4 separate regions of the Mus musculus genome follow, and all the other regions are linked to region 4. Evidence: chromatin contacts called from public promoter capture Hi-C data. All regions are on one chromosome and are shown on one strand. Each heading gives the region's core, a stretch centred on a gene start, on an enhancer-like site or on the middle of the called end of the contact. The rest is flanking DNA. Distances are from core to core; before and after follow the strand shown.

The links. Promoter capture Hi-C pulls out the DNA fragments that hold promoters and counts their contacts.
Region 1: a promoter capture Hi-C map of cranial neural crest shows a contact between it and region 4. The contact joins the promoter of Ap1s2 here to the promoter of Ofd1 in region 4.
Region 2: a contact with region 4 is called in a promoter capture Hi-C map of erythroid cells, with 31 times the contacts expected there. The contact joins the promoter of Siah1b here to the promoter of Ofd1 in region 4. A contact is called at or near these places in 2 of 39 promoter capture datasets (erythroid cells and liver) and 1 of 115 datasets of contacts at active chromatin or transcription factors (extraembryonic endoderm stem cells).
Region 3: a contact with region 4 is called in a promoter capture Hi-C map of liver, with 4 times the contacts expected there. The contact joins the promoter of Piga here to the promoter of Ofd1 in region 4. A contact is called at or near these places in 6 of 39 promoter capture datasets (the 3T3-L1 cell line, erythroid cells, hippocampal neurons and 2 more), 1 of 115 datasets of contacts at active chromatin or transcription factors (embryonic stem cells) and 1 of 9 other capture datasets (liver).

What each region holds. Positions count from the first base shown.
Region 1 is chrX:163,906,729-163,910,967 of GRCm38.p6, reverse strand. It overlaps Ap1s2 (adaptor-related protein complex 1, sigma 2 subunit), which reads right to left and starts at 1,951. Exons shown (of 6, transcript NM_001290379.1): 1 at 1,695-1,951. Gm52456 (predicted gene, 52456) reads left to right here and starts at 1,437. Exons shown (of 2, transcript NR_165469.1): 1 at 1,437-1,557; 2 at 1,670-2,858.
Region 2 is chrX:164,075,185-164,079,380 of GRCm38.p6, reverse strand. Siah1b (siah E3 ubiquitin protein ligase 1B) reads left to right here and starts at 2,888. Exons shown (of 4, transcript NM_001308385.1): 1 at 2,888-3,194; 2 at 3,712-3,803.
Region 3 is chrX:164,417,360-164,421,675 of GRCm38.p6, reverse strand. It overlaps Piga (phosphatidylinositol glycan anchor biosynthesis, class A), which reads right to left and starts at 1,896. Exons shown (of 6, transcript NM_011081.3): 1 at 1,836-1,896.
Region 4 is chrX:166,439,323-166,443,508 of GRCm38.p6, reverse strand. It overlaps Ofd1 (OFD1, centriole and centriolar satellite protein), which reads left to right and starts at 2,805. Exons shown (of 23, transcript NM_177429.3): 1 at 2,805-3,229; 2 at 3,382-3,480. The coding sequence starts at 3,215. It overlaps Trappc2 (trafficking protein particle complex 2), which reads right to left and starts at 2,754. Exons shown (of 5, transcript NM_025432.4): 1 at 2,670-2,754.

The sequences.
Region 1 (4,239 bases), core at 702-3,201, 2.5 Mb after region 4:
ACATGTCTAGGAAGAGGAGACCTACTATTTTTCACCCTGAGGCTATTCTAGTTCCAGGCTGAATTTCTTGCAGAAAAACTGCTTGTCATTTAAAGCATTCCCTTCAATTTATGCTAGCATATTTTAAGCAAAATCACAATATTAATCAAAAAGATCTCACAAACAACACATTTTAAAGACAAAAGCCCGATTTTTATGTTTGCATTTCATAAAATCCAACACAAACAAGCACTCAAGAACTGAGTTAATGTATGTAAAAGAGAATACACGCTTAAAAAGCTTTATTCAAAGTTACTCATATCGAGACACAAGATATTTAATTTAAAACAACAAATTTTTGGGACAGTGCACAGAATACTTCTTTTAAAACAAAAACCACATTTGAATGTTATGCTGGATTTGAGTATGTTTTATACCGAAGCTAATTTGCATTGATTTACTTAGTATTTGCATGTCTGTTGGTCAGTCTATATTTTCTAAGGCATGTATTTTATAATTCAACTGGTAAAAGCGAGCTGTATTGTAAAGCTAATTTGAAGGTAAAATTTGGATAGGTGTTTTGTTTTAACCTTTTTAAGTTCCTTTAACAGTGACAGTGCAAGTAAGATCCACCCAAGGGCGATTCTTAATATTCACCACACAACCTTAAATTTGAACACCCGGAGGAGGAATTTACGTAACTAATATAAAATCAAATTGGCTCTAGACAGGAAATCCACCTCGCAATATCCCAAAAAGGCATCAAGAAAACATCCGGATATTTATGGCGTAGCCATTTAACTTTAATAAAGTTAAAATTGGCTATTACCCCACACAACACTATATAATTCATTGAGAGCAAAGTGCCACCCTTGTAAGTCCTGAAGACAGCGGCATCGAAAAGAACGGCATCGAAAGAACTGGACATTGAACGCAAACCGTTATCAGAACTTGGGGAAGGGACCGATCGGTTTTCTTAAATCTTGACCAGGAGAGATGGTTTGCTAATGACTGGGGTGTGCTCTAGGCTATCTGTAGCGGGGTCCAGTATCCGCCCTACCACTTTGGAGGACGAAGAAACCAAGCATTTTCCTCAAAACAAATGATGTGCTAACATGGGACGAAACCCGCGGCACAAGTATTCCTTTTCCCTCGCTTTGATTTTTGCCGCAAATCCCGGGACAACAATTTCTCCAGATTGGTATTAAAACAAAAACAAAACAAAACAAAACAAAAAACCCAACAATGAGCTCAGCCTTGGAGTGGGCTCTGGTCCAGCATCCCTGGGGTCCCGCAGTCTCGGACGCCTCCCCTCCTCCCGGGACTACACTCCATCAGTACCCAAAGCTGGGCGAGGTGACCGGCAAGGAGTGGAGCAGAGACAATGGCATCCGCTGGCCCGCCAGGGGCGCCAAGTCCTCGGTCGCCGTCACCCCAGCCCCTCCCCAAAACGCCCCGTCAAACTTGAGGCGATCAGCGAACCACAGGTGCCGCGGGGTCCCCGCGGAACCTAGGACCGGTTCCCCTGCATCACCGGCGCGCTGCCGAGTGGAGAGCGGAGCGCTACCGCCGGCAGAAGTGAGTTTCGGGGCGCGGCGCCCCGGGAGGACTCGGGGTGGGGTCGTCGGGGCGCTCACGGGGCGGCGGGGGGCGCGTCCCAGCCATCACTCCCTCTTTCCATCCCTGCCAGCTCAGCGGACTCCTTCAGCACTTACGGCGGCGGCGGGCCGCGGACGCGGCGGAGCTGGGCTGGCCGCGGAGACTGAGGCGCCGGCAGCTGCTGAGGGGAAGCCCCCGTCGCCGTGCTGTGGAAGGGAAGCCGTGGTGCCGCGGGGAGGGGACCCGTCTGGTGGAGGGCAGGCTTAGGCTGCGAGGGTAGGGCGAGCCGACAGATCCCGCCCTGGAGGCTGGACGGAGGAGGAGCCCGGGCTGCGGCGAGCGGAGAGGCGGACCGGAGACCGCGCGCCAAGCTGCCGAGGGGGCGCCAACCGCCTCTAGAGTGAGCGCTGTTGCCGGCAAGAACGAGAAGCCGATTGGTCAAATAACCGCAGGGTAGGCGTGGCGAGGGCCGGAAGTCTGGCCACGTGACCCGGAAGCGGCCTAGGCTGTGGCCAGCGCGCTTGCGTACTTCGGGCTGTGCTGCCGGGACGCGGCGCGCGCGGCTGTCCTGGCTCCTTCCGTGGCAGGGTGATGGGGCTCCGCGGCGCCCTTAGCTGACCCCGTGGTGCAGGCTAAAGGATGGTCCGCACCGCAAAGGGGCTGATTCCGAGCGCCAGTGACTCCGTGGGTCTCCAGAGGGTTGGGCGGGGAGGTGTGACAGTCGGCGATGATGGTGGGAGCCAAGGACAGGAGTGCTGCAACTCAGGGGAAAACAAGTCAGCGCTGTCGCGGTGCTCGTGCCCGCGTTTGCAGGGAGGCCCCTCCTTTCCAGCCCCAGCTAACCTAGACATTTCTCGCCACAAGCTTTGCTAGAGCCTCTCTTCAGGGCTTGCTTCCCCCAGCAGTGCGGCGGACTGGAGGAGTTGTAGTCCGCTCTCTGCTGCAAAAAAAAAAAAAAAAAAAAAAAAAAAAAAAAAAAAATCCAGACAGCGCTTAGTCCTTTTAGATCCCGCTTCCTTCTCACGGTCTCGCCCGCACCTTCCCCATCCCGGGTTCCAGTTTAGCCTTGGCTGATGACTCGCTCGCCTTGGCATGTCCTTCCTCTAATGTCACATCTATAAAGCCTCACCCTAAAGCCCCGGAACAACGAATTCCTCTTTTACCCACATGCTTCTGTTTAGCGCACCTTGGATTTTATTCGTTTAACAACCTAGTTCTCTGCCTGGTTTTAACACTACTGATAAATGTGAGTTGTCTAATAAAATTATAAAATGATGATAGACTTGTTAAAAAGCTGAAATGTTGACTTAGTCTGGGCGTATGATGGATGTCTGTGTTTTATTTGAATGGTGGAATGGATGGATCATCGAGTTCAACTCATCTTTTATAGATAAGGGGAATGGAGATCCACAGGATTAGGTGACCTTGCTTGGACAGCCATGGATTTCCCCTGTCAAATGCTACTCATTACTACTGTCACCTCTGTCCCTACAACAAAAGCCAGAACAGAGTATTCATTGGGCATGCCTTTCTTTGCAGAGATTACTAAACAGGAATTGTAAATTAACTAATGTAAGAAAAAAAAGATGCTACACTTTTAGCGAAGCTGTGTTTACTTAATGTAAAGAACCCCCTTATTAGACATCAATGTTCATTTTTATGTCTTAGAGTGCCAATGTAATAGGATCTTATACGTTAGGAATTTGAGGTCATTTTGTATATGCTTTTGTTTAGCAAAAATAAAACTAGAATACTTTCCCCTTTTCAGCAATACTATGCTGCTTGGAAAGTTTCCTACAAACGTGTGTGAGTGAAATATACTGGAGTATTAAAGTGGTCAATAGAAAGCAGAATTGGCTTTTGGTAGGTCTTTAGGTCCCCGGCCCAAATTTCTCTGTTTATTGTTGAAACATGCCTCTAAAATGCCAATGTACTTTCTCACAAGAAACAGATGTCATTAGCCAGTTCAAAGATAGCAATGATATTACACAATGAAAAACGGCCTTCTAATTCTAAACACTGCCTTTCCTTTTTGTGTTCAAAACACCTACGTCCTCAGGGTGCCTAAGTCACCACCTCCCAAGTTTAAACTCATTGGATGTGTTACTAATGTTGGTTAGTAGCTCTGGAAATTATGGGAGACTTGCAAATTGGCAGTCTCATTTCTGTGTTCCTAGCCAAAAAGAGAGAGAGAGAAAGTGGGGAGGGCTGGGGGGTAGAGAAGGAATTATGGGAAAATAATTAGCAGCTGAAAGCAGCTATTACATAATCTTGGCTGCTTATTAATTTAGCAGAAGGAATGGCTTATTAAATTCTAATACCAACAGCAAAACTGCAAACAACCTACAATTAACAGAGCAGGGCCCATTATTTTGTTAATACGTTCTCTTCCTTTGGCAAGTATATGAGAACAAAATTTATAGAAGCAGATGGTCTTTTTCAGTAGATTATAGATGGTTTATTCCCCAGTCTTAGTTCAAAGTGCTAATGGTGCATTCACTGTGAAAGACAAAAGGAAGCACGGCTGCCATCTTTGTTAGTAATTAAGTAGTTTGACTTTGATTTCCACATTTTCAAATTGTAGGCTTTGTTATATATATATATATATATATATATATATATATATATAATCTTCTGACCCACTACCTTTTTCATCTGTCA
Region 2 (4,196 bases), core at 1,639-4,138, 2.4 Mb after region 4:
GCATCAGGTAACATTGGGAGAAATCTCAGACACAGCAGACAGTAGCAGACAAAATCAGCAGTAAAGAAAAGACTTTTAGTTGGGGTGAGGAAACACATACACACACACACACACACACACACACACACACACATACAGAGCACAAAGGACACAGAGAAAAAGACCCTCTACAAAGTAGAGGGGGAGAGCCAAGAAGGTAAAGTCCAGCCCTCAATGAGGGCTGGGCATTTTAAAGGTCTTTTGAGATGGGTCTTGCCCCCAGTTTAAGGTTGATCAGTTTGAACAAAGGGAAGGGAGGCTGAGAGCTCCACATGTCTGGGGGAAACAGGTTCCGTTTTGGCCTTGGACTTGTTGGACAGGAAGGGGGTCCCTACTAGTAAGAGAAAAAACGCCCAACAGGCTTTTTTTTTTTTTCAGACAGGGTCTATCTGTGTAGTCTTGGCTGTTCTGGAGCTCACTTTGTAGACCAGGTTGGCCTCGAACTGAGAGATCCACCTTGGGCCTTTGTTTTAAACTGCCTGTCATTAGTCTCTGGTCAGGAGGATGAGGAAGAAGCCAGCCATCTTGGAAACTCACCATCTATTGCCTAGTCATAGCCCCAAACTCTTACCTGTTTGCCTGTCAGGGAGTCTGATTAGCTCTTTGTCCCCAGCAAGGAATCACAAGTTTCCCTCAGGACAAGTGTTTGGAAGTATGCTTTATGAAACCCATATCTTGATCGGCTTTTATGAATACTCTAAAACCTTAAAATAAGTTTCATTTCTTCTGTTCTGTAGCCCTTTTAGAAACGTAGAGCCGCATCTACTTCCCACCTTCAAGTACTGTTTTGAATCTGATGATTTGCAATTGGATGCCTATTTATTCGCCTCATTTATCCCCATGTCCAAATCTTTAAAATACTTCTCTTGTAGAATGTTGTGTACATTTTAGTAGGCTGCTTCGAGTCATTTCTGAAAGATGAAGGATAAATAATGCTATCAAATTCAAAACAGTCATGTTTATAGGGTGAGGCAGAAACTAACAAACCAACAAACAAAAAACATGGATGGCATTTTGAGAAATAAATGAGGGGTCTCAGGGCCAGGGTGAACTTAATAAAAATGCTTTGTTAAAACCTATTCTTTAAAACTGGAGGTGAGGGGCTGGTGAGATGGCTCAGGGGGTAAGAGCACATGACTGCTCTTCCAAAGGTCCGAAGTTCAAATCCCAGCAACCACATGGTGGCTCACAACCACCCGTAACATAAATCTTAAAAAAAATATTTAGAGTTATAAAAAAAAAACTGGAGGTGGGGGCAGACACCTGTAGTTCTAGCACTTGGACTGCAGAGGCAGGTGAATAGCTGAATTTGAAGCCTGGCTACACAGAGAAACCCTGTCTCAAAACACACACACACACACACACACACACCAAAAACCTGTTCTTTACTCTGTGCTCGTCTAAGGTCAGGATTGTTACCCTGTGCATACACACACTGTCTTCAAGCCACACAAGGGTGGAAAGTGGAGGAGAGGGAAACTCATATTTTAAAGTGATCACAAAATCGTGACTGCTGACACATGGAACTAATCTTTGTGTGATGGAGGGGAAACTTGTAACCCTCCACACAAATGAAAAGGCGATATTGTCAGTGAATATTTGTTGAGAATTTGATTGTGTGAGGGCTGTAGTAACTACTATGGAAATGGCCAGTGGTTTCATGCTCCCAGCTACTCCTGCCGATTGGATCAACACACCAGCTCTTACCAAGCACTGGTTCCACCTATCCAGTCTCTTATCACATCTTTTTTTATTTATTTATCTTGTCCTTGAAGCAAAGAACTTCAAGATTCTTTCAGGCTTCTTGTACTTTCAGAATATAGTCACAGATTTTGAATGTAGGAACAAAGAGCGAATGGAACGGTTTTTTTCCTCCCTGTGTGCCCATTCAGAGTTTTTTGGGTTAGCATTGTCTCTGTGGGAGCCAAATTATAAGAGTAATGTCGGAGTATGGGGTAGGGGTGGAGGGCTTCAAAGCAGAGATGAAAGTGTGGTGCAGTCTAGAGAGCTTCATAGTATGAGGGAGAGCTGGTGCCTAGAAAAAGTCATAAGAACTAGAAGGGCAGTGTGCTTCCTCCACGTACCTGTCTAAAATTTAAAGCCTGCTGAGTGAGAGGCTGGAAGAAACACTGGGTTGGCTCCCCAGGTCTCATTAAAAGGGCACGAAAAAGCCGGGCATGGTGGCGCACACCTTTAATCCCAGCACTTGGGAGGCAGAGGCAGGCAGATTTCTGAGTTCGAGGCCCAGCCTGGTCTACAAAGTGAGTTCCAGGATAGCCAGGGCTACACAGAGAGACCCTGTCTCGAAAAACCAAAAAAAAAAAAAAAAAAAAAAAAAAGGCACGAAAAGGAATTGCGAGGTTTCAGTTCCACCACTGAACCCCACCACTGGGCAAGCAGTTTTGTTTCCCATCGGTTTCTGCTCATAAATTACCACTGGCAGAAACACGAAAAAATAAAAGTGTCATTACTTTACTTTTTATTTATTTATTTATTTAGCATCTAGAATTTGGACTGTTTTCAAGAGGGACTTTGGGGTATCCTTTTTCAAGAGAGACACTCGATCTGGCGAGAGAGGGGCGGCCAAGGTGAAGGCCACGGTAGGTGATTAGGGAACCTCTGAGGTGTCTTAGACTTAAAGCAGTAAAATATGCTTGCAGGGGAAAAGAGGTCTCTTTGAGAGGCGGGCTCATAGCTTGCTCTCAAGCCAAGCTCTGATAGGCCAATAAGAAAGTCTAACGAAAGAGGGGACGTGACGTGACGTGACCCAGCCAGGCTTCGGCACCATGGTAACGGCATCACCCATAAGAAGGAGCTAGTGGTACAGCCCGGAGGAAAAGGCGTGGTCTAAGCGACGGATGGAGGCGGGCTGGTGACATGGGCGGAGCGCGAAAATCGGCCTGTGGTCTTAGGCGCAAGGGTGATCGCATGCCGCTGTTCGAGATCAAAGGCCTGGGCAAGTCACTTGTGGCTGTTCTCAGGGTCTCCTCAGCGGTCTCCCTGTAGAGCTGCGGTCGAAAGCCGGAGCCGGAGCCGGAGCGAGCCAGAGCCGGATTGAGCCGGAACCGGAGCTACCGGAGGGCGGGACTTCCGGTTTCTGGGCCCAAGACAGAGGGCGGGTCAGGAGTCAAGGTCTCGCGAGGCTGCGGCGTGAGGTAAGGGGGCGTAAGCAAGCTCCTCATAGGCTGGCAGCCTCGTGCCGGGAGCCCGCGCGGAGGTTGAATTCGGTAAGGATGGGCGACTGTGTGTGACCGCGGCCGCGGGGTCGCAGGGCCTGTCTGTGGGGACAAGGACTACCCCTTTGGCCTTTACACGCACTGTCTTGAGGTACCTTGGTCCGGGGAGACCCGAAAGATGTAGGTCCGAGAGTATAACGGAGGGGCTACTCGAGCTTCCCCCAGGAACCGGCTTCCCAGGGCGCTCTCGTCAGTACAGGGTCACTAACTAACCCCTGGGGATTGGATCCGGTTTGGAGATGGGGCGACTGCATTTCTAGACACCGAGGCTGAAGACGCTGGAACTCATCCGGATTGGGGGGGGGGGGGACGGATAACGCCACCCTCCAGGGTGGGCATTGGTAGCACAGTAGTGTCGGGAACACAAGTCTGACCCGTCTCCACTTCTCAAGTTCTTAACATCTTTTTTTTTTTTTTCTTTTGTGCCCTACTCCAGATCGAGAGACCAGGAACTTCAAAATAGTGCCTGGGATCCGGATGACAGCAGGCATTAAGGGCTGGCTACTGGACTGAAGCTGCTGGAAACTTGTAAGTATAACTCCACCTCGTTTGTCTTTTCCTGAAAAAGCTTGAGAAATAATTTGAATGTGTACACCTTAGTTTGAATAATCTCTTCTGAAAACCACGGTTGCTTTTTCTCCTGCTTTCTGGACTGTAAGTCTGCCAATCTCCCCTTTGCTATCCAAAAGTTTGGTTGGCATGTGTGTGCCCGAAGAACTGTGAGCATGACTAGTATGCACAACAAAGCTTTTCTTTTTGAAACTTTAAGCATGCTGAAGTTATGCAGAAACGGAGAGAGAGTTGCAACCAGTGTCAACTATCTCAGAGTCTAGTGTGGCCTGTTTGAGGTCGTCTTTTTTTGATAAGGCAGGTCTCTATACTTCTGTTTATTTCTGTGGATCTCAACCTGTCCAGAGGTTA
Region 3 (4,316 bases), core at 647-3,146, 2.0 Mb after region 4:
AAAGACTCATAAAAGTACCACTAGCTAAGTCTAGCAGATTCCAGAGTCATGAAAAATAGCAAAAAGGCTGTTTTATAGCACTGCCTTTTGTTCTGGGTTGTGAAGCAGAAAAGGATACTAAAACAGGCTAGGATGTGAATCTAAGTATACTGGCACATTGTCTATTTTTACGAACAAATTTTTACAGGAACCTGGCTTGCCCATTCACTTATATTCTGAATGGCTACTTCTGTGGCTTTGAAAGAAATCAGATGACCCACAGAGCCTAAAATATTTACCATCTGGTTCTTCACAGAAAATGTGCTGATTAGGGCTGCACAGCTTAGCTAGTGACCCAGTACATCCCATAAGGCTCTGCTGGTATTATCTCTGTGGTTTCCTTTAAAATGTACCTGGAACTAGAGCTTTCTTTTTAAGAACACCCTCTTCAAGTGTTCCCTAGAGCTCATGCTGAAGACAATCTGGCTTCTCCTTCCTTATTCAAGGATAGCTATGCTTAAACTGCTCCCTTCTCTTTTCAGAACCCTTCTTTTAATTATGGAAGCCTTTCCCCTGAGCACCCTTTCAGTGTAGACCCTGAAAGGAAATGGAACAGGACACAGGCTTTACATGTGGGCTCTTTCCTACATCTAAGGCTAAGAAAAGTTCCCTTTAGGAGTTCCCTAAAGTGATGCTCATATGAAGTGCTCATTCAATACTCTGTTCTATAGATGCTTAGACTTTTAATGCCACAGCTTTAGAGATCTGGCAAAAATCCGCCTTAGTTGAGATCTACAAGTCTACAAAGAACTCAATGGAGGATTACTATCCTAACTCTCTGAGTTTCAGCTCTCACCTGCAACTACATGTGTCCATTTTCTCCCACAAATTCACCTACATTTAAAATCGTCTCAGAAATTCAGAGGGAGGAGGCAGGAAAGAAAGGAGCACGTGCTTGGGAGACAGAGAATTGAGGGTTCTAGGGCAGGGTAAGACAGCTACATGGGGGCACCCGGACACATAAACTGGAAAAAAAGAGGAGGGAAGACCAAATTTACAACCAGTAAGTAAACAAATAATGGAAGCAAGAAAATATGAAGTTTGCAAAAGGGGAAAGCAAAGCCTCAAGTGGCTAATGCTGTGCTACTGTCATGTGTCATCTAAACCTGGTCCTTTAGTCCTATCCCGTTTTAAGAAGTGAATGATAAGAACAGAAATAATGAACCAAATGAAAGTATGTGAAAATACTCACTGAATCTTGGCTTCTATAAGTGAATAGAGGCTGTAAAATCTGGTCAATTCTCTCTCCAGCCCTACATGCTAAGCGATCTGTACAACTTCCCTACCCAAGCCATGTAAATGACAAAGTCAAGAAGTCCTCAAAATTCTCAATCGTGCCCAGGGAACTCCCTTATTAGTAGAAGCTTCTGAGGATCCTTAGAGGGGGCTCGGACAGGGCTGAGAAATCAAGAGAAGTATACTTTAATCCAGTCCCAAGGCAGTGCACACGCACTCCCTGAGAGGCAGCTCGGGTGTACTAGAGCCAAAGAGGATCAGCCCGGGTCCACCAGCCAGCACCCCAGGATGAGACAAGATCCGGCCAGACCCAAAGGGACTCGGAAAAACGTCCTAAGATTCCAGTCACTCGCTCTACTAAACTCAGTCTAAGAACCAGTTCCAACCCTCAAGGCACCCTCAATCCCCATTTGATTACGGAGACCCACGGACCCGACTTCCGGGCCTCAGATAGAGTAGGCTTCACCTCCTCCACAGCCTGCCACGGTCCTGTGAGAACGGCACAACCCCATCCAGAGAGACCGAGAACGTTAGAAAGGACAGCCAAGACGCGTACTTACCCTCCAGTCCCATGGCCGCCACTGTCCGGACCTCCCGCGGCAGTTAACAGAATCCCGCCCCGCTGCTCCAAAGCACCAATCAGAAGCGTCCGCGATCCGAGCGCCGCGCCCCCATGATAACCAATCACACAGAGGTTCTGAATTACGTAGAAGAGAGACGCCCAGTCGGGCCCAAGTCTCTAGCGCGGGATTGTAGCGTCAGCGAGCGCAGGAGCACGTCTCCTAAGAGCTGCGGAAGGTCCCGGGCGTAAGTGCCCTGGTTGCTTAGTTACTGCGTCTCTTTTCAGGAAGCCCGGTCTCTCCCCGCCTCCTTCCGGTTAGAGAGACCAGGCGGGGCCGGGCCGGGCCGGGGGCTGGGGGGAGGAGCGGGAATGCGGGGAGGGCGGGGATAAGAGGAAGGGCAGGGTAGGGGGCGGGGAAATCAAGGCCAGGGCGTTTCTAGTCAGTATGGTACCACAGCCAAACCAACCACATCCATTCTTGTTATTCTGGCAGGATTGCTAAATGTGATGCATAAAAGTACAAAAATAAAGAAAAATCACAGCAAGTCAAAACTAAACTCTGAACTTTGAATCTTAGATCTACATATCTGTGCGTGTCCTAAAGACTGAGGACTTTCCTTTTAAAAGTTCAGATTTTGTTTTTGTCTTACAACTCTATGGGGGGGGGGGGGTGTCAGGGAATCTTAGGTATAACCTGAAACGCTCCCGCTCAAGCTGCTGCAGTCCTCAGCCAAAACTGTCTTGCGGTCTGGAGCCAGATTGTGCTTGGCCAAGAAGACAGAATCTCTCGATTGTTGTAATAGTCACCTGCTCTTTATAGTTGGTACCTGCAGATTCCCCAGCATGGCCATTCCTGCATTTTCTAGAATAAATTGTTTTCTAAGCAACAACACCATCACCATGACTGGCATCCACTTGAAGCTTGTGGTAAAGTTAAGGGTATTTTCTAAAACAAAACAAAAAGTTGTGCCAGGTGTGGTGGCGCACGCCTTTAATCCCAGCACTTGGGAGGCAGAGGCAGGCAGATTTTTGAGTTCGAGGCCAGCCTGGTCTACAGAATGAGTTCCAGGGCAGCCAGGGCTACACAGAGAACCTGTCTGGAAAAACAAAACAAAACAAAAAAGTTGTAGCAGATTTGAACTGTAGTATTCTGCCTGAACGACCACAAAGCATGCCTTCAAAGACTCTCAACCAGTGTGTCAGGACCCCTTTGAGGTATCCTGTATAGGAGGTATTTACATGACGATTCATAATAGTAGCAAAATTACAGTTATGAAGTAGCAAAGAAAATAATTTTATGGTTGTGGGTCATCACACCACAGCATTAGGAAGGTTAAGAAACACTGCTTTAGAGAACGTTCTTGGAAGCCACTAGAATTTGACTAAAATATTGCTGTGCTGGATATTCTGATGATAAGGTATGAAGGCAGCCAATGCCAGTTGTACTATCAAATAGTCTAAAAAGAAAAGATGTCAAATAAAGTAGTCAGCATCTTCCCTTGAAATTTAGTTCTTTGCAAATTCATATGTAAATAAGCTTCCTTGGATAATTTTAGAGTGGGAGGCACCTCACACATGTAGTGAAAGCTGGCTGGCTATCTATATGCAAAGTACACAAAGAGAAAACTTGGCAAGAGTACTATTTCCAAACCAAAATGAAACTGAAGCATATGGAACTGTCTATGAGAAAAGGAATTGCTAAGGGAAATATGTGGGAAAAGGCTGGGAGCTTCAGAGAAAAAAGTATTTCTATCTACCAACATTTATGAAACAAGAAGTAGGGGGTGTCCATAAAAGTTGAGAACAAGATCCTTTCAAGAAAAAAAAAGTGAATAAAGATACAGAGGCAGATGCTGACTGTTCAAAAGATATTTTTGTGCAATTATACAAGAAAGAGGTAGGGAAGAGATTTAGCCAGAATACTGGCATTGTCAGTAAGAGTTAGAGCAAACTGGTCGAATGCTTAAGAAAAATTGCTGAAGAAAATGTACTTGATGCTGACCCAGATTTCCAGCAAAGATGACATTTTTCAATCATTATTTTGTGACACTCTTCCTTGTTCTGCTTCAAATCGAAAATTTCAGATATAATATAAATGAGAGAGGTAGAACCAAAGAGACGCAGAATCAAAATTGCAAATTGTTAATCAAGATGAAAAGCTACCTAGGCCCTAGACAAATCTCGAGTGGAAGTAAAACATGGACCAGGGATTAGCTCCTACGGAATAATAAATACTGGCAGAATCCATGTGTGGCTAGGGACAGGAACTAGCTTTGTGAGAAATTTTTACATTGGTGGCCTTCAATAAATGACCCATCAACTGATAACCTGTATTTAATCCCTCCCACATTGAGTCTGGGGCTTGACCATGTGGCTTGCTTCACTAATGATACCCTGAGCAAACGAGATGCAGCAAATGCTTCGTAAATGTTTATGCACTGGGCCATGCCCTGTTGTAGCCTTTCCTCTTAAGAGCTTA
Region 4 (4,186 bases), core at 1,556-4,055:
TAAGTTAAGAAACCACGACTAACATCACATCCAGGTTATTATTCATTTAATTCTCTACTTATACTAAGAACAAACTACATCAAACTTCACTTTTCTGCTCTGAAAAGGAAATGTGGTAGGTGGACAGTAAATTTTCTGGGTATTTTGGTATCTATGTAGGAGCACACTAGAGACCTATAACCTGGGTGACAGAAAGAAGTCCCCAAAGATAATAGACACACTGTTCTGTTCTGTATAATATCCCCAGGGTTCTGACAGTGCCAGTGATCCAGCCAACACTCGTTATTTGCTGAATAAGGGGCAACCTAAAGCTGACTTAAAATTAATACCCAGAAACATCTGAGTGTTTTTTCTTTTCCTGGAGTGTATGTGCATGTGTGTGTATGTGTATATGTTTTGTTTTGAGACATGGTCTTGCTATGTTGCCCAGGCTGGCTTTGATCTCATGATCCTCTTGTTTTAGCCTCCTGAGTGCGTGGATTGTAGGTCTGTGCTATCATGGCTGGTACTAACTCAGTAACTTAAAGACAACTTATCACATTCAAATACAAGGTAACTATTAAGAGTTTCCTAGCAGACCAAAGTGAGGAATAAAAATCATCTCCAGGGCTAGGTCTGCTGCTATACATCTTTGATTCCAGCACTTGTGACGGGGAAGCAGATGGATCTTTGTGAGGTTCAGACAGCATGGCTTGCATATAAGACCAGGGACAGCCAAGACTATATAAAGGGAGACCCTGCCTCAAAATGGGGTAACAGGAAAGACACCATGGGACCTGTAAGTCTACCAGTGTTGCATAAAATTATTAAGATATAAGAGACTGAGATATATATAGTCTTGTACTTGAGTTTTAAAATCAGCAGAAGCCAGCTACAGTGGTTCACATCTTTAAACCCAGCACTAGGGAGGCTAAAACAAGAGAACAATTATGAGTTGGTCCAGCTAGGCCACAGTATGAGACTCTGCCTCAAAAAACTAAAACCAGTAACAACAAACCAACTGTACAACAAAAGGAGAGAACCCTAGAGAAAAAGAAATGAGAATCGAAAAGTTTGGATTTATTGCTCAGTGAGGCAGCAGCAGCCTGACATGTCAAGAAAGAAAAGCTAAAGAATTCTAGGCTGAATAAAGATTAAGACCGCTGGGGCAAAAAGATTGTGCAGCAGTTAAGAGAACATACTGCTCTTGCAGAGGACACAAGTTCAATCCCAGCTCCTACATCAGGCAGCTCACAATTGCTTGTAACTCCAGCTCTATGGGATCTAATGCCTTCTTCTGGACTCTGTGGGTACCTGTACTCATTACACACACACACACACACACACACACACACACCTCTAAAATAAATCTAAAAGTACAAAACAACCAAAAACTGAGTGAAGACAGTGCCCAAACAAGGTGTGGAAAGTGCTGCTGTCATCCTCATTACATCTCCTGTGAAAATACTTAGTTCTGGAAATCATAATTTCAAATGATGGATACCTTTAAACAATATGTTGGGAGCAGGGGGGTGGGTGGGGACTTAGACAATGAATGGTCTGAAAACAAAACAAAATAAGAGCAACTGAAGGAGCCAGTCGAGGGTGTTTTAAGCTAAGTGAGGATGAAGTGTTCTGTGGTGGGTGTTTAGTATATTCTTGAAATATAATGTCTAGTAGGAAAGGGATTTGACTAGGGATAGCTCGTGGTTCCTTATGAGCAAAATCTGCTTTGCTGGTATGGCTGCCAGGAGCTGGTGCTGAGAAACTGTGTGGTCAGCAGTGAAAGGCTGTGATCAATTAATTATTCATGTCTGGTATGGCTGTCAGGAGTTGGTGCTGAGAAACAGTGTGGTCGAATGGCTATGATCAATTATTCATGTCTGGTATGGGTTTGAGGGAGTGCAGTACATACACAAGATCAAGTATTTTTTTTTAACTCTAGACTTGACAGGCTTATTCTAAACTGCTGTAAAGGCCAAGCCCAGGGCTGACATCTGAAGTTACCAGGAAGCTAAAAATTCATATGGTGCAATGGTGGAAGACTACTAGTGCAAGAGCAGGATGAATTTAGAAATCCTTACAAGTTAAACATTTTAGTTAACAGGCAAACACAAGATAAAACGCATGCACCCCAGTTCAAAGCCGTCCATATTTATAGCAAATCTCTCTATGGAGGAACCTTTCAGAAACTTGCTCCTGACAGCTGTAAATTCAACTTGCCCCACAGATCAGCAAAACTAGTGGGGCTTTTCTATAAAATGAAGCTCCGTGCTTCTCAAGGAGATGCGCTTTTGCCCTCTTTGAGAGCATCTGTCAAAGTCTGGAGGGCGAGGTAGGGTACCACTGGCATTTAATGGAAACTGACCAAGGATGCGGTCAACCTACGATGCCCGAGACCGCTTTCTACAGTAAACCGGCTGCAAAGGGCAATGGCATTGCAATGAAGATGCACTGCGTTAGCGACCTGGAGAACGCCAAGCCTCCGTCCCAGTGCGCGGAGGTCCCCTCCAAGGGGACACGGAGGCTATACCAACTAGGAGAACGGGGATTACTCGGCGCCGGGGGGCTGGGCGTGCTGTCCCGAGTCAGGGCTGGGTAGAGGTAGAAGACCACTGTTCGCATCACGGGAGGCCTGGATGCCCCCGCGGACCCGGAACGCCCGCCGCCTGCTTCCCTCCAGAGCTCACCTGTAGGGAGGAGCCGAGATGAGAACCGGCCGCCTCTTTAATCTGCGCTCGGGAGCCTCAGCCTGGGAGTCCCAAAATCACTCTCGCGAGATCTGAGGCTATGCTCTCGCGAGACGTGGCCGGGACTGCTCGCCTAAGAGCGCGCAGGCGTCACGGAGGGCCAAAGCCTGGGCGGTTAGGCTGAGCCGGCCGAGCGGGCCGAGCGGCCGGAGCGGGCGGAGCAGGCGGCGGGCGGCGGGCAGTGTAGGGATGAGCTACGGAGCAGGGAAAACTGCCGACTGAGCGGCCGCTTCGGGGCCCTCGCTTGTCGTTTCCGTCTTTATTCCGTCCAGAGTCCCTCCTGGCTCGCGGACCCGCCCACCCTTCCCATACCGTGGGAGGAAGCGCGGCTGCTTGACGAGTTAGGGGCTGAATGTTTAGCTCTCTTGCTCCCCTAGGTCCCCAGAGACAAGCTGGATTCCGAGGTCAAGGGCTCCCTCTCCTCCTGCGCCCCGGCCCGGGCCGAGGAGTCCGACCGTGGAGGGGCGAGCTCGGGAGGAAAGCAGATGAGGATGGCTCAGGTAGTTCCACCTGCCACTTTCCAGGGTTTTTCCGATTGGACATCTCTTTGTTTTGATGTCCGTTAAGCATCTTAGGGCTTCCGGTGAGGTCACTGATTTCTGAAATTCAGGTCCACGTTGACACTAGGTAACCCATCATTTTCTCTTTTCAGTCCAACATGCCCCACAAGTCTGATGTGTTGAGTCAAGATGAACTGCGCAAAAAGCTATACCAGACGTTTAAGGATCGGGGTGTACTGGACACACTTCAGGTATCAGATTTAGGCACAATCGTGTCGTTATACTTCCACAAGTGTAACCTTTAACCGCAGGTGGCTCCACATTTAAATTCATTCATTAAGGTAGCACATAACCTGTATAATGAACACATTGCCATAAAACTAAGCTGCTGTTACAAATCTTGTTCCCAGTCTCGCTTTGATCATGCTACGTCTATGTAGTGAGCAGGAGGGGGACTTGCGAGGAACGGACTGCAGAGGGTAATGTGAGCAGAGTACTGTGGTCTACATGTCTGAGAACAACAAAATGAAGCCCAGTCTGTTTCATGATACTCCCTAGAAAAAAATCTATAGTGGAATGGTACCAGGTGTCTTGTCACACGCCTTTATCCCAGTTCTTCGGAAGCAGAGGAAGGCACATCTCTTGTGAGGGTAGCTGGGCCAAATAGCCAGTTCCAGGTCAGCCAAGACTTCATAGTGATACCCTGTGTCAGTAATAGTAAGTACACATAAGATATTTTAGAGTGTGGATATTTTAAATGAATAGCAACTGTTTATTAGAACATCTTAAGTTTGGGTAGCAGCAAGGGATGGAGTTAGTTCAATGTGTTTCCTTACAATATACCTTTTAGACTATATTTTACATATAGAATTGGAAATTAAGGAAAGGTGAGCCCAATTTTTCCCACTCTTGTTTTACTACATACAAATATTTAAGACTTGTCCGGAAAATACAGAA